Linked DNA regions of Oryctolagus cuniculus: region 2 is linked to region 1. A link is a contact called in public Hi-C data. All regions are on one chromosome and are shown on one strand. Each heading gives the region's core, a stretch centred on a gene start, on an enhancer-like site or on the middle of the called end of the contact. The rest is flanking DNA. Distances are from core to core; before and after follow the strand shown. Region 1 holds the start of S1PR1 (sphingosine-1-phosphate receptor 1). Region 2 has its middle 110 kb from the start of DPH5.

Region 1 (5,645 bases), core at 2,393-4,892:
TTGCTTCACGGAACAGTTGTGTGAAATTAGACAATCTAGCTTGATACAGTCTGGCTGGGCAATTAAGTTAAACTTTTTCATCCACCAAGAAAAAAAAAAAGAAAAACTCATATATTAGTCGGGAGGAGTTAGGATTGCAGAGTGCTCACTTTATGTTGTGCTAGGTAGGCACAGTGTAACTCTCCTTGTAAATGAAAGAAGCCCTCAAACCCCTCTTGAGTCTTCGGTACTGTTATCTTGATTTCCATGCTGTATGCGAGTACTGTTACTGAATGCGTGGGTACTGTGTTGAGTGCAAATGCCGTTGATGAGGGCTTTAAGGCGGCTGTAAGTTAACTGTCGCTTCTCTCTCTCTTTCTCTCTCTCTTTTTGCAAGCTCATAAAATCTCAGAAGCCAGGGGTCTGTTGTTTATTCGTTCAAGCTCCTTCTGAGTCATTCAGGTACAGGGTGTGTCTATCAATTGAAACTGCACAGCGGGGGAAGTTTTGCAGGGGAAGGCGGTGAGACCAGGGACTGAGTGGAAACCTTGGTGACAGGCGGGCAGGGGCACAAGTGCACGGAGCTTGCCCCCCAGGCACATTCAGTGCACAGCTGCTTCTCCTCCCCAGGTTCTTACTTAGCATCTAAGCAAAAGAACAGGATGGGTCCGGAATATTGAGATTTGGGGGGGCTGCGCGTTGTCCCCCCAAGAAGAAAGACAGAGAAGGACGCCAGTCTCAAGCTGGGCAACTGCAGGCTGTCGGCGGAGCTGGGCGGGTCTTGCCTTTGGAAATTCCTGAGCTGCACAGGCTTTCTAAATCATCTGGGACCCGGCAGCGGGCCCCCTCCTCAAAGGCGTCGCCAGTGGCTGGAATCTGGGACACCCGGCCCCACTGTGCGTCCAGCTGAGGGCGGGCAACACCCTCCCAACACTAGACCCGGCGCTCGTCCCTTTTTCACTGGACGCCCTGGGAAAGCCACTAAGTGCGGGTCGGACCGCAAGGGGTTCGGCGGCACTGGGATCTCCACAGGGAGGCGGCGGTGTCGGGGAATCTTCAGGCTCTTTCCACTCCCGGGCCACTCGCCGGCTCCACACTCCTCGCAGCCCCTTCGCAGCCACTCCTCGCCCAGGCTCCGGTTTCCCCTGTGGGCGCTGAACGCGGCCCTGGGTAGCCCGACCCCGATCTGGAGATTTGATTCTCCCAGGGCTGCGGGCTGGGGGAGCCGGGAGGTGCGCTACGGGACCTCGGATAAGACTTTTCGGGAGAGAAGTTTCTAGGGCTCTTGCCCTCCTCTCCTCTCCAGGGCGCAGAGCGGCGGCTGATCGCTGGGCGAAGGCAGAGATTTATACATTAGAATCCAGGGGGCACCACGCTCCGCCCCTTCTGCTTTTTTTTTTTTTTTTTGCTGGTTGGGGGGGGAGGGTGCTTTTTTTTTTTTTTTTTTTTTTTTTTTTTCTCTTTCTCTTTTTGCGTCTGCCCCAGTTCTTTCCTGGACAGTTTGTCTCAGCAGCCCAGATCCGGGGGCCCTCAGCCGCCGACGGAGGGCGTGGGGGGTTAGGGCATTAACCCCTCCCCGCCTCTGCCTACAGCAGCCACTCTGCCTCCGCGCGGCGCTGCGAGGCGAACGCAGCCGGGAGCCAGGCCACGCCAGCCAGGCTACCCTTTGGAGTGCACGGCTGCGCAGGGAGGGGACCCCGACTGGAGTTAAGTTTGCCAGGGCGCGACGCAGCTCATTGCGGGCGGCAACAAGATGAGGAGCGGGGCGCGCCGAGCCGGAGCTCTTCGAACGCAGCTGCGTCCCGCCTGAGCGAGGTACGGGGTTGCGGGCGGCGCGCATGGGGGCCGGGGGCGCCGGGGGGGGCCCTCGGGCCAGATGGCGCAGGAGTCAGAAACGAATTTTTCAACCCGAACGAAGGCAACGGAAAGTTTGAAAAAGATTCCTCTCTGGTGCTACCCAGGAGCCCAGCTCCATCGGATTGTTCGGGGCGCGGGCGCGGGGGGCGAGGGGCGGTACTGCTGGTGCCTGGAGTTTGGAAAAGGGCTAGTTCCGAATTCCTAATAGTCGAACAGACTGGGAGTGGGAATGGCGAGCGGACGCCGCGGTTGGTGGGAAGACAGGGAAGGCGCTTATTTTTGGAAAGCCTTTAGACAAAGAATATGCGGGACACGGCGATGACTTAAACTTGTCCTGCCCGCGCGCGGGGTGTCGAATGAGATGGAAATGCGGAGCCTCTGGGCGCGAGCTAGCTCTGCCTGCTTCGCTCCCGCCGCCTTTACTGCACTTTTTCTTTGCAACCTTACCTTGAAACTTTTAACCAACTTGAAAGAGACTTTTGCAGATTGCTGCTGGGCGTCATTCCCTTCAGTTTCTGGGTGTTTAAAGGAGGCAGAGCGTTGGAGGGCAGCCGTAAATGAGGCTGCGCCGGCGAGTTTAGCAATGCCCTAGACGTCTGTGTGGGCGCCTTTTTGGAGAGCGCTTTTGCATTGGAGATTAGGAATGCGGTGGCATGAACTGTTGTTATCTTTAGCCCTGTAACTTTCTCTCTCTCTCTCTCTCCCTCCCTCTCTCCCCTCTGTTTCTCTCTCTCGTGTGATACTAACCCTAAAATATTTATGCAATCAACCGATGTGCAAAACTTATGAGATTTGCTGCAATCTCTTATGAATGGTTTGCACTGAGCGCCTTTAAATTTACTTGCACTGACTTGCGGGAAAAAAAAGAAGAAGGTAGAAAAGGCAGTTGCTTCACGGAGGCGCTAAGCTTTCCTGTTTACCGCAAGATGGGGCGGACCCGCCTGCCCACACCTCGCTGCGCCCTCCGACCCTAAGCACACCTGCTCCTAGAGAGTTATTAATAGAGTCCAAAAAATGACTTGCGCTGTCAAATGATTTTCGTGCAAATCTAATTTCTTGCATGGCAATTAGGAGGTGGTGCTTGCGTCCTTGAGCTTGGCGTGGGTGGGGGGTAAAGTGGGGCAAGGGAAGAGGTGTGCGTCTCCACCCTGTGGCTGGCGGTTAAGTGTCTTCCGAGGAGAGGCCGTGAGCTGGTGGTGAGCGCACAGCTGAGCTGGTGGCGGCTTCGGAGAATCTCCCGAATGGAAATCAGGGCGTCGAGGGTGGGGCGAGCAGGCGAGAGTGGAGTCCGAATGGGGCGCCTCCCCACCCCTACTCCTTCCGCCATGCACCCCAGGTTTCCCATTTCCATTTGAGCGGCTGTGACAATAGGGAGAGAGTTTTCGTCTCTTCTGTTTGGAATTTTCAGCTTGGGTAAATGTTTGGGCTTTCTTCCTCTGTTTCCCCTCGCCCCTACCCCCAACGGCCCCACCCCCCTTTTTGCAAGAAATTTATTTAACAAAAAAGTTCCCCTCCCTACGTTTCCCTAAACCAAATCAACAAGAACAAAACTGGAGCAGTGCCTTGGCCAGAATGAATTATACCAGTGTGCTGTGGCTTTCTGCCTGACTCCTTCCTCTTTGTGACTTGTTTCAGGCTGCGGTTTCTGAGGCTCTCCCCAGGCAAGGCAAGGCTGCACAAAAAAGCCTGGATTGCTCCCTGAACCTCCCCGGCAGCGGGTGACAGCTCGTGCCTCAGCCTCGCCCTCTAGCGCTCGTCCGGAGAAGAGCTCCCCGGGTTCGTGGCGCGGAGACAGAGCGGGTACCATGGGGCCCACCAACATCCCGCTGGTCAAGGCCCTCCGCAACTCGGTCTCCGACTATGTCAACTACGATATCATCGTGCGGCATTACAATTACACGGGGAAGCTGAACATCAGCGCGGACAAGGAGAATGGCATTAAGCTGACTTCGGTGGTTTTCATTCTCATCTGCTGCTTCATCATCCTGGAGAACATCTTTGTCTTGCTGACCATTTGGAAAACCAAGAAATTCCACCGCCCCATGTACTACTTTATTGGCAACCTGGCCCTCTCAGACCTGTTGGCGGGAGTGGCCTACACCGCCAACCTGCTCTTGTCGGGGGCCACCACCTACAAGCTGACGCCGGCGCAGTGGTTCCTGCGGGAAGGGAGTATGTTTGTGGCGCTCTCTGCGTCGGTGTTCAGCCTGCTGGCCATCGCCATCGAGCGCTACATCACCATGCTGAAGATGAAGCTGCACAATGGCAGCAACAGCTTCCGCTCCTTCCTGCTCATCAGCGCCTGCTGGGTCATCTCGCTCATCCTGGGTGGCCTGCCCATCATGGGCTGGAACTGCATCAGCACGCTGTCCAGCTGCTCCACCGTGTTGCCGCTCTACCACAAGCACTATATCCTCTTCTGCACCACCGTCTTCACCCTGCTCCTGCTCTCCATCGTCATCCTGTACTGCAGGATCTACTCCCTGGTCAGGACTCGGAGCCGCCGGCTGACCTTCCGCAAGAACATTTCCAAGGCCAGCCGCAGCTCGGAGAAGTCGCTGGCGCTGCTCAAGACCGTCATCATCGTCCTGAGCGTCTTCATCGCCTGCTGGGCCCCGCTCTTCATCCTGCTTCTGCTGGACGTGGGCTGCAAGGTGAAGACCTGCGACATCCTCTTCAAAGCGGAGTACTTCCTGGTGCTGGCTGTGCTCAACTCCGGCACCAACCCCATCATTTACACGCTGACCAACAAGGAGATGCGCCGGGCCTTCATCCGGATCATGTCCTGCTGCAAGTGTCCCAGCGGAGACTCGGCCGGCAAGTTCAAGCGCCCCATCATCGCGGGCGTGGAATTCAGTCGCAGTAAATCGGACAACTCCTCCCACCCCCAGAAGGACGATGGGGACAACCCCGAGACCATCATGTCTTCTGGCAACGTCAACTCGTCCTCCTAAAACGGACAGCTGCCAACCCGTGGGAAGCACTGTTACATGGTCGCCCACCACCCGGCGTCGGGGGTGGGGGTAGGGGGACCGTCTCTGGGCCTCGACTGTTGCCAGGGAGGAGCTGCTGCGAGCCAGAGGGATGGAGGAGGGGGGAAACCGCAGCATCGTGGCGGTGCCTCGTGTTTGTGGTAGCAGTAGCTCCCCTGAACAATGCACTGGGAAGGGTGGAGATCGGGCCGGCCTGGAGTCTGTTTCCTCCCCACTGGAGCTTTGATTTTGCACTGAGCCAAAGGTCTAGCATTGTCAAGCTCCCGAAGGGTTCTTTTGGCCCCTCCTCAAAGACTAACGTCCCCATGAGAAAGCGTCCGTCTGTCTGGAGTGTTGGAAAGATGTTTTCTTTCACTTGAGTTCCAAATCCGAGTGAGCGTGTGCACTTCTGCTTGTTTTGGGATGCTCCGCACATCCCTCCCTCCCTTCCCCTTCACGCCCCTCCTCCAACTCCTTTACTTTGTATCTTAGCCTCCTGGTATTGGCCAGAGCTGAGGCGGTGGCCCCAGGGCCATTTGTTGATGATCTGTAGCAGGTAGGCTGTGTTGAGTAGGTAGGCAGGGAGTTGGTTGGAGATGTAAAGCAATTTCACATGCTGAGGCCAAAGTTTCCATGTGAGCTGGATCAGTTTCTTGGAATTTGGTTGAAGTCACTTTGATTCTTTAAAAAACAACGAAAAACAAAACCGTCTTTACAATGAAATGTTCCCGCATCATGTCCATTGTGGCTGTAATTCGCTCGAAGAAGTCCACTTTCAGTGATATCAGCCAGGAGCCTTAGTGCTATGGGAGAAACAAGCAAGCAAAACAAGGTGAA
Region 2 (5,979 bases), core at 1,538-4,037, 130 kb before region 1:
TGGTTTATAGGCTTCTTCATGATATGAAGCTCTTCCCACAACAAATACTTCTTTAGCCTCTATCCTTTACTCGTTGAATCACTGAAATTGCAATTCTCCGAGTAAGTGATGGCCTTACTTCTGGACTTTTGCACCTTCCTCCTGTGACTCCTGGTTGCTCCTCTCAGTCTCTAGCATCTTCTCATGCCACTGTTCCTTCTCTGGGCTGAGCTCCACATTGGCCTTGAATACAACCAGTGTATTCCGTCTCAGAGCCACTGTGTCTTCTCTGGCTTGAATACTCTTGCCCAGTTATGATGTGCACTTGGCCTTCCACACCATGGATTCCACCAACTGCAGATGGAAAATATTTGGGAAATAATTACATTTGTTCTGAACAGGTACAGACCCCTTCTCCCATCATTATTCCCTGAATAATACAGTAGAACAACTATTTAATACCATTGGAGGTATTAAAAGTAACCAAGTTAAAAATATATGAGAGGAGGTGCATAAGTTATATGCAAATACTGTACCACTTAATATAAAGAACTATAACCTCTTGGGACCTCTAAATTTTGGTATTTTGGGGGGAAACCAATCCTCCAGGAATGCCAAGGGACAAGTTAGGTTCAACAGCTGTATGGAAAAACTGAAGTGAGAGAGCGTGAATACTTTAAGCATGTCTTAAAATACAAATACAGAACTTTGAACTTCTAAGAAACCCATAGATGAAAACTAGTACATGGACTAATGGAAGGGGACCATAGAGAGATGCTTTTTGAGCAGCACTGGGAAAAAATAAGGAACTGAGACAAGATATTAGATGGGCTTTTCAGGTAGGGCTAGTGGTTACAAAAACAGTTCCAAATGATTACCTACAGAACACTGTAGTGAATTGCTCATGGTCTCTGAGCTGCGGGGGTTTCCAGACCAGTGGGAGAATCAGAGATTAGGAGGCCTGCCCAGTAACATCCACTGTTACTTTCTACTCTGTATTGTATTCTCCCATAGTATCTCTGGTTCTATATATTTTTTAAATTATTTATTTGAATGGGGGCAGGCGGGAAGGGATCTTCCATCTGTGGTTCACTCCCCAAATATCTGCAACAGCCAAAGCTGGGCCAGGCTGAAACCAGGAGTTCAGAACTTAATACAGGTTTCCCATGTGGGTAACAGTGACCTAACTGTTCTGAACAGGTACAGACCCCTTCTCCCATCATTATTCCCTGAACAATACAGTAGAACAACTATTTAATGCCATTTGGAGGTATTAAAAGTAACCAAGTTAAAAATATATGAGAGGATGTGCATAAGTTTTATGCAAATACCATCAACTGCTGCTACCCAAGGTGCACACTAGCAGGAAGCTGGAATCAGAAGCAAAGCCAGGACTCGAACCTAGGCACTGCAGTGTGGAAGGTGGGCATCTCAGGTTGTGTCTCAATTGTTGTACCCTGTGACAGCACCTCCAGCCTTGTATTTCTAGTCACAACTTTTGTATTGCTACTTGGAAAATCTCACTGGGACTTCAGGCGCAACCTGTTTAGAACAGAATTTGTCATTTTTTCCACAGATCTGCGGCATTTCTTATGAACTCTCCTGGTTAATGGCAGCACCATTCTCTCATATAAACAAGTGAGAACCTAGATGTTCCTTTTTGTACCTTACACTTGTCTCATGTATCCAGCCTGTCTAGATACTATTTTTAAAGGTTTTTAATAATGCTCAATTAGGTTTATTTCTCCTCTTCATTGCTGCCTCTGCTTCCATGAAGGTCACACTTGTCTCTTAATAATAAGACCATAATAGGTTTCCCTCCTACCACTCTTTTTTTTTTTTTTTTTTTTTTTTTTGACAGGCAGAGTGGACAGTGAGAGAAAGAGACAGAGAGAAAGGTCTTCCTTTTGCTGTTGGTTCACCCTCCAATGGCCGCCACGGCCGGCGCACCATGCTGATCCGATGGCAGGAGCCAGGTGCTTATCCTGGTCTCCCATGGGGTGCAGGGCCCAAGCACTTGGGCCATCCTCCACTGCCCTCCCGGGCCACAGCAGAGAGCTGATGGAAGAGGGGCAACCGGGACAGAATCCGGCACCCCGACCGGGACTAGAACCCAGTGTGCTGGCGCCGCAAGGCGGAGGATTAGCCTAGTGAGCCGCAGCGCCGGCCCCCTCCTACCACTCTTATCTTCATTCATTTGCCATACTGCAGCCAGAGAGAAATTTCCAAAGTTCAAATATAATTATGTTACCACTTATTTAAGACCTACAATGATTTTCCTTTGCCCTCAGGATAAAGTACTTGGTGAATATTTGTTGAATGGATTATCATAGCAAATATTCAGAATAACTGAGATGGACATTATTCCATTATCTTTTTCAGATAGGGACACGAAAGCTAAAAAAATTTGACGTTACCCAATAGTCAGTGGTCACGTTTTTCTGACCCTTGAAGCTGTGCTGTTTTGAAGTCCCACTGCTTATCCTTTCTATGCAAGATGACTTGTTTTTACATAGACAGTGAAGAAAGATGCTGTTTACGTTGTGCAGTTCTGCCAATCATGCACAAATCATCTCTTGTTCCAGTGCTGTAGTAATTGCTTTACCAAATTATCTCACACTGCAATGAAACAGAGATCAACCAGGATCTTCAATTAAGTTGTTGAAGAGCCTGCAGGCATAGGAAACCTTCAGGGATAGCTATACCACTAAAGTCAAGCTGACAGGAATCTTTTAAGTGGTGTTTCTAAGGTATATTTTGGAATCTGCACACCCACACACTGAGCTGTGTTGTCTAGACTGCCTTCTAGGCTACATATGACAAATCATTAAATAAAGCTTATCCCAGAACACTGCCTGACACATACAAAATGCTCAGTAAATGTGTTTCAAATGAAGAAATGGAAAAAGTGAAATCTCCAGCATTTTAATAGCAAGAATCACTTATAGATGGTCATCATATTCTTTCTATTAGTAAAGTACAATATTTTAGCTAGGTTTTTCACTATATAGGTGAAAAAAAAATGTTTTCTTATCTTTGTTAATCTAGAGAATTCATTCAATCAAAGCTATTTTTCCCAAATATACTAGTAAAATATGCATATGTTTCTAGTTTTGGAGTTTCAACCAAAGCTTAACATATTTGTATTTCTATTTGCTTTCAATTATGGATTTAGCCACATTGAGAAAGGTGATGAACAGGATTGAAATGAAAGGTTGGAATTTATTTGTTGATTTTGAATATAAAAATTATCAGCCTACATTAATAGCTGATATTCCATCTTAGTCATCTTTTCCCTAACTCTCTTCCTAGTTATGTGCTATGGAATTGCCTAAAAGATAATATTTTTAATCAAGGCTAACTTGTGGTCATACTTGTCTATTAAAATAAAAATATAATATCCTAATTTTTGATAGTCAGGAAAAAAGGGCCACTTGAATTTTACATACCAAATACTATAATTCTAGGTCTTTGTTTTCATAACAAAAATTATTCTTCCAATATTGCCTTTAATTTTTTAATATATAGGACTCCCCTTGATATGGAGAATTTGCAGATGCACCACTGAAGAAAATTAACTCTTATCTCTCGTTTAATAAAAAAAAAAACAAAGAAAAATAGATCTCTGCTTCTGTTACTGAATAATGTTGTCTGATCTGATCACAGATCCTGCTGTAAAAGCATCAGAAAGTAGCCTTAGTTCTCATTGCAATGCTATTATGGTTTGGGCCTTGGACATTTACAGCTTGTAGTATTCCTAGTTTTATACTTCCTGTTTGTGAATGTCAGTATGATAGCCTACTGCTTCTAAGAATCTGTGTGGAACATGTGTATGGATCACCAATATTAAGGGTCTTTGATGGAATTTAATCCCATCCTGACACCTGGAAAAATTATTTTAGTACTGAAAGATTGGTTATCCTTAATAAAAGCTTGTTTTCAACCATGGCATAATGTTGACAAATTTGGAAAACCCAGGAGTGGGAATCAGGTCAAAATAGTGGCTGTTACAGGCTATGTGTATTTTTCAGGGCCCCTTTTTGATAGGACTTGGACTTCTGGGGAATCTGATTACAAGCACTCTGCATGTCTGCCTTGCTTAGTGAAGCACAGTGACATACTACCTTCTGTTTGGGGTGTCTTCCCTTGTTTGATTCAGTCACACGTACAGTAGCCACAATTAGCCTGGCATAGAAGCACATCTTCACAATAGCTTTTGTAAGAGGAGGAAGTGCTGCATGCATTGTATATGTATGCAGATTTGCCTTTCTCTCCGTGTAGGGGCACTTTGCAGGAGAATCCACCTAATGCCTGCTCCCTCTGAGTCTCTGAGGGTTGAGCTTCCTTGCTTCTGTAAATTGGGATAAGATCTTTCTGAAACCACTCCATTTTCCTGCTTTGTTTCTTCACTCCTTGTGAGGTACGCAATAGATCAAGCTCATTCTCTTTGTTGACATGTTCAGCATTGCTTTCACATGCATCTGACTTCAGGGTGTTCTTCTTTTTTCTTTTTTTTTTTTTATAGTCTTCAAATGAATTGGGCAGAAAATGTACAACAGCTGCCTGTAGCAGATAACAGCAAAGCACCAGGTCACAAACCAAGTACAGTAAGCATTCCCCCTTCCTAAACTGCAGTCTACTCTTTTGAGGGTCCCCTGAGTTCTTAACTGCCAGGGTTCAAGGAATTCTATGCTTTAATTCCAGTAGGGACAAAATTCAAATTATCCACGCAATTATTTATAGGAAAAAAAAACCTTATAAAACTCTGAATTAGTTTTAAAAGAGGAAAGAGGTAGATCCCAACAGTTTCATTTAGAAAAAAAGAAAATAAATTCTTATTTATGCCACCTCCATGTTGACAAATAAAAATAATAATACAGGAGAAGTGCTTAATGGATGAATTTTTATTTAGATTATTAATGTTCACAGCAGCGAGTATAAGAGCAGTGGGCATAATCTACTTGATTTGTGTGCACTCCTACACACTTGAAAGACTTTCACACCCTCTGCTGCTCCTTCTCAGGTGGCTTAGTGGTTGCTGTGGATCATGAGCCACACCCTTTCGATCAGATAAAACTAAAATATGATGATGAAGGGAGGGGGAAAAAAGCCCTTATGTTCGTAAGCCAGTGTTTATAAAAATACATAAGACATCAAATATCTAAAATGAAAATCTTTCTCGGACTTTCTGTTAAGTGTGTGAAACATTTTAAACAAAGCTGCTCTTTATCAAGTCACCTTTCATGGGGTTCAAACCTTCTGCAGCATTTGGGTTACAAGAAGACAACTGATTTTTATCGTGTTTGCATTTGAGTTTTTAAAACATCATGGGCTTCAGTTAAATCATTTTGTCTGTTATTTCTCATAGATCCCTAAGACTTAGCTTGCATCGTGAACAGTAAATACAGACACATTTGATGGTTTTCCAAACCCCCTACTCCTTCTTCAAACCTACTTGAAGCTCCTGTATGTAAAGACTCTATAGTCACCACTGGCACCAAAGCTTTTGATTCTGACTTTACAAACCCTAGAATGCCTTCTTTTTTCTCTCCTCCCCATCAGTGCCACATGACGAGCACTGATGGCCTCTGGTGCTCTTCCAGCTGATCTGTTGGCCTCCTGTTTACTCTCTGCCTTGCTGTTAGACTTTCCCCTTCAAACTACAGAACAAATATTTTTACTCTTCAATCACAGGTGCCCCAAGATACTTAATCCCTCTAACCTTTGGCACCCCTAGGTAGTGGCAGTAGCCAGAACCTCAGTTCATTGTTTCTAACCTCAAGCAGTTGTTTCTGTTGACCTCAGCATACTATTCAAATGTCATCATTTTTAAGTTTAGGCTACTACTCAAAAGGCGTGAAAGCACTGTTTTGAAGAAAGTGCTAGCTGAGACCTGAGAACCTGCGGGAGCTGTGTCTGGGCTTCAGAGTGTTTGAGAGCCTTCACAAGTTTCTGCTGAGAGGGGTCCCCAGCAACAATCTCTTTTAACTGAAAAGTGAA

What was found. Hi-C and Micro-C count contacts between places; a contact is called where the count stands out from the background.
Region 2: a contact with region 1 is called in a Hi-C map of liver, with 5 times the contacts expected there. The contact joins the enhancer-like site here to the promoter of S1PR1 in region 1. A contact is called at or near these places in 2 of 6 Hi-C or Micro-C datasets (liver and an unstated tissue).

Annotation. Positions count from the first base shown.
Region 1 is chr7:69,072,464-69,078,108 of mOryCun1.1, reverse strand. S1PR1 (sphingosine-1-phosphate receptor 1) reads left to right here and starts at 3,642. Exons shown (of 1, transcript NM_001198946.1): 1 at 3,642-4,790. The coding sequence starts at 3,642. The coding sequence ends at 4,790. It also overlaps the pseudogene LOC100351670.
Region 2 is chr7:69,197,604-69,203,582 of mOryCun1.1, reverse strand. No RefSeq gene overlaps it. Among named protein-coding and RNA genes, the nearest start is that of DPH5, 110 kb to the left of the region's middle. Within about 2 kb of position 2,787, at least 1 of the 8 cell types and tissues checked has an H3K27ac peak or open chromatin away from gene starts, as enhancers often do.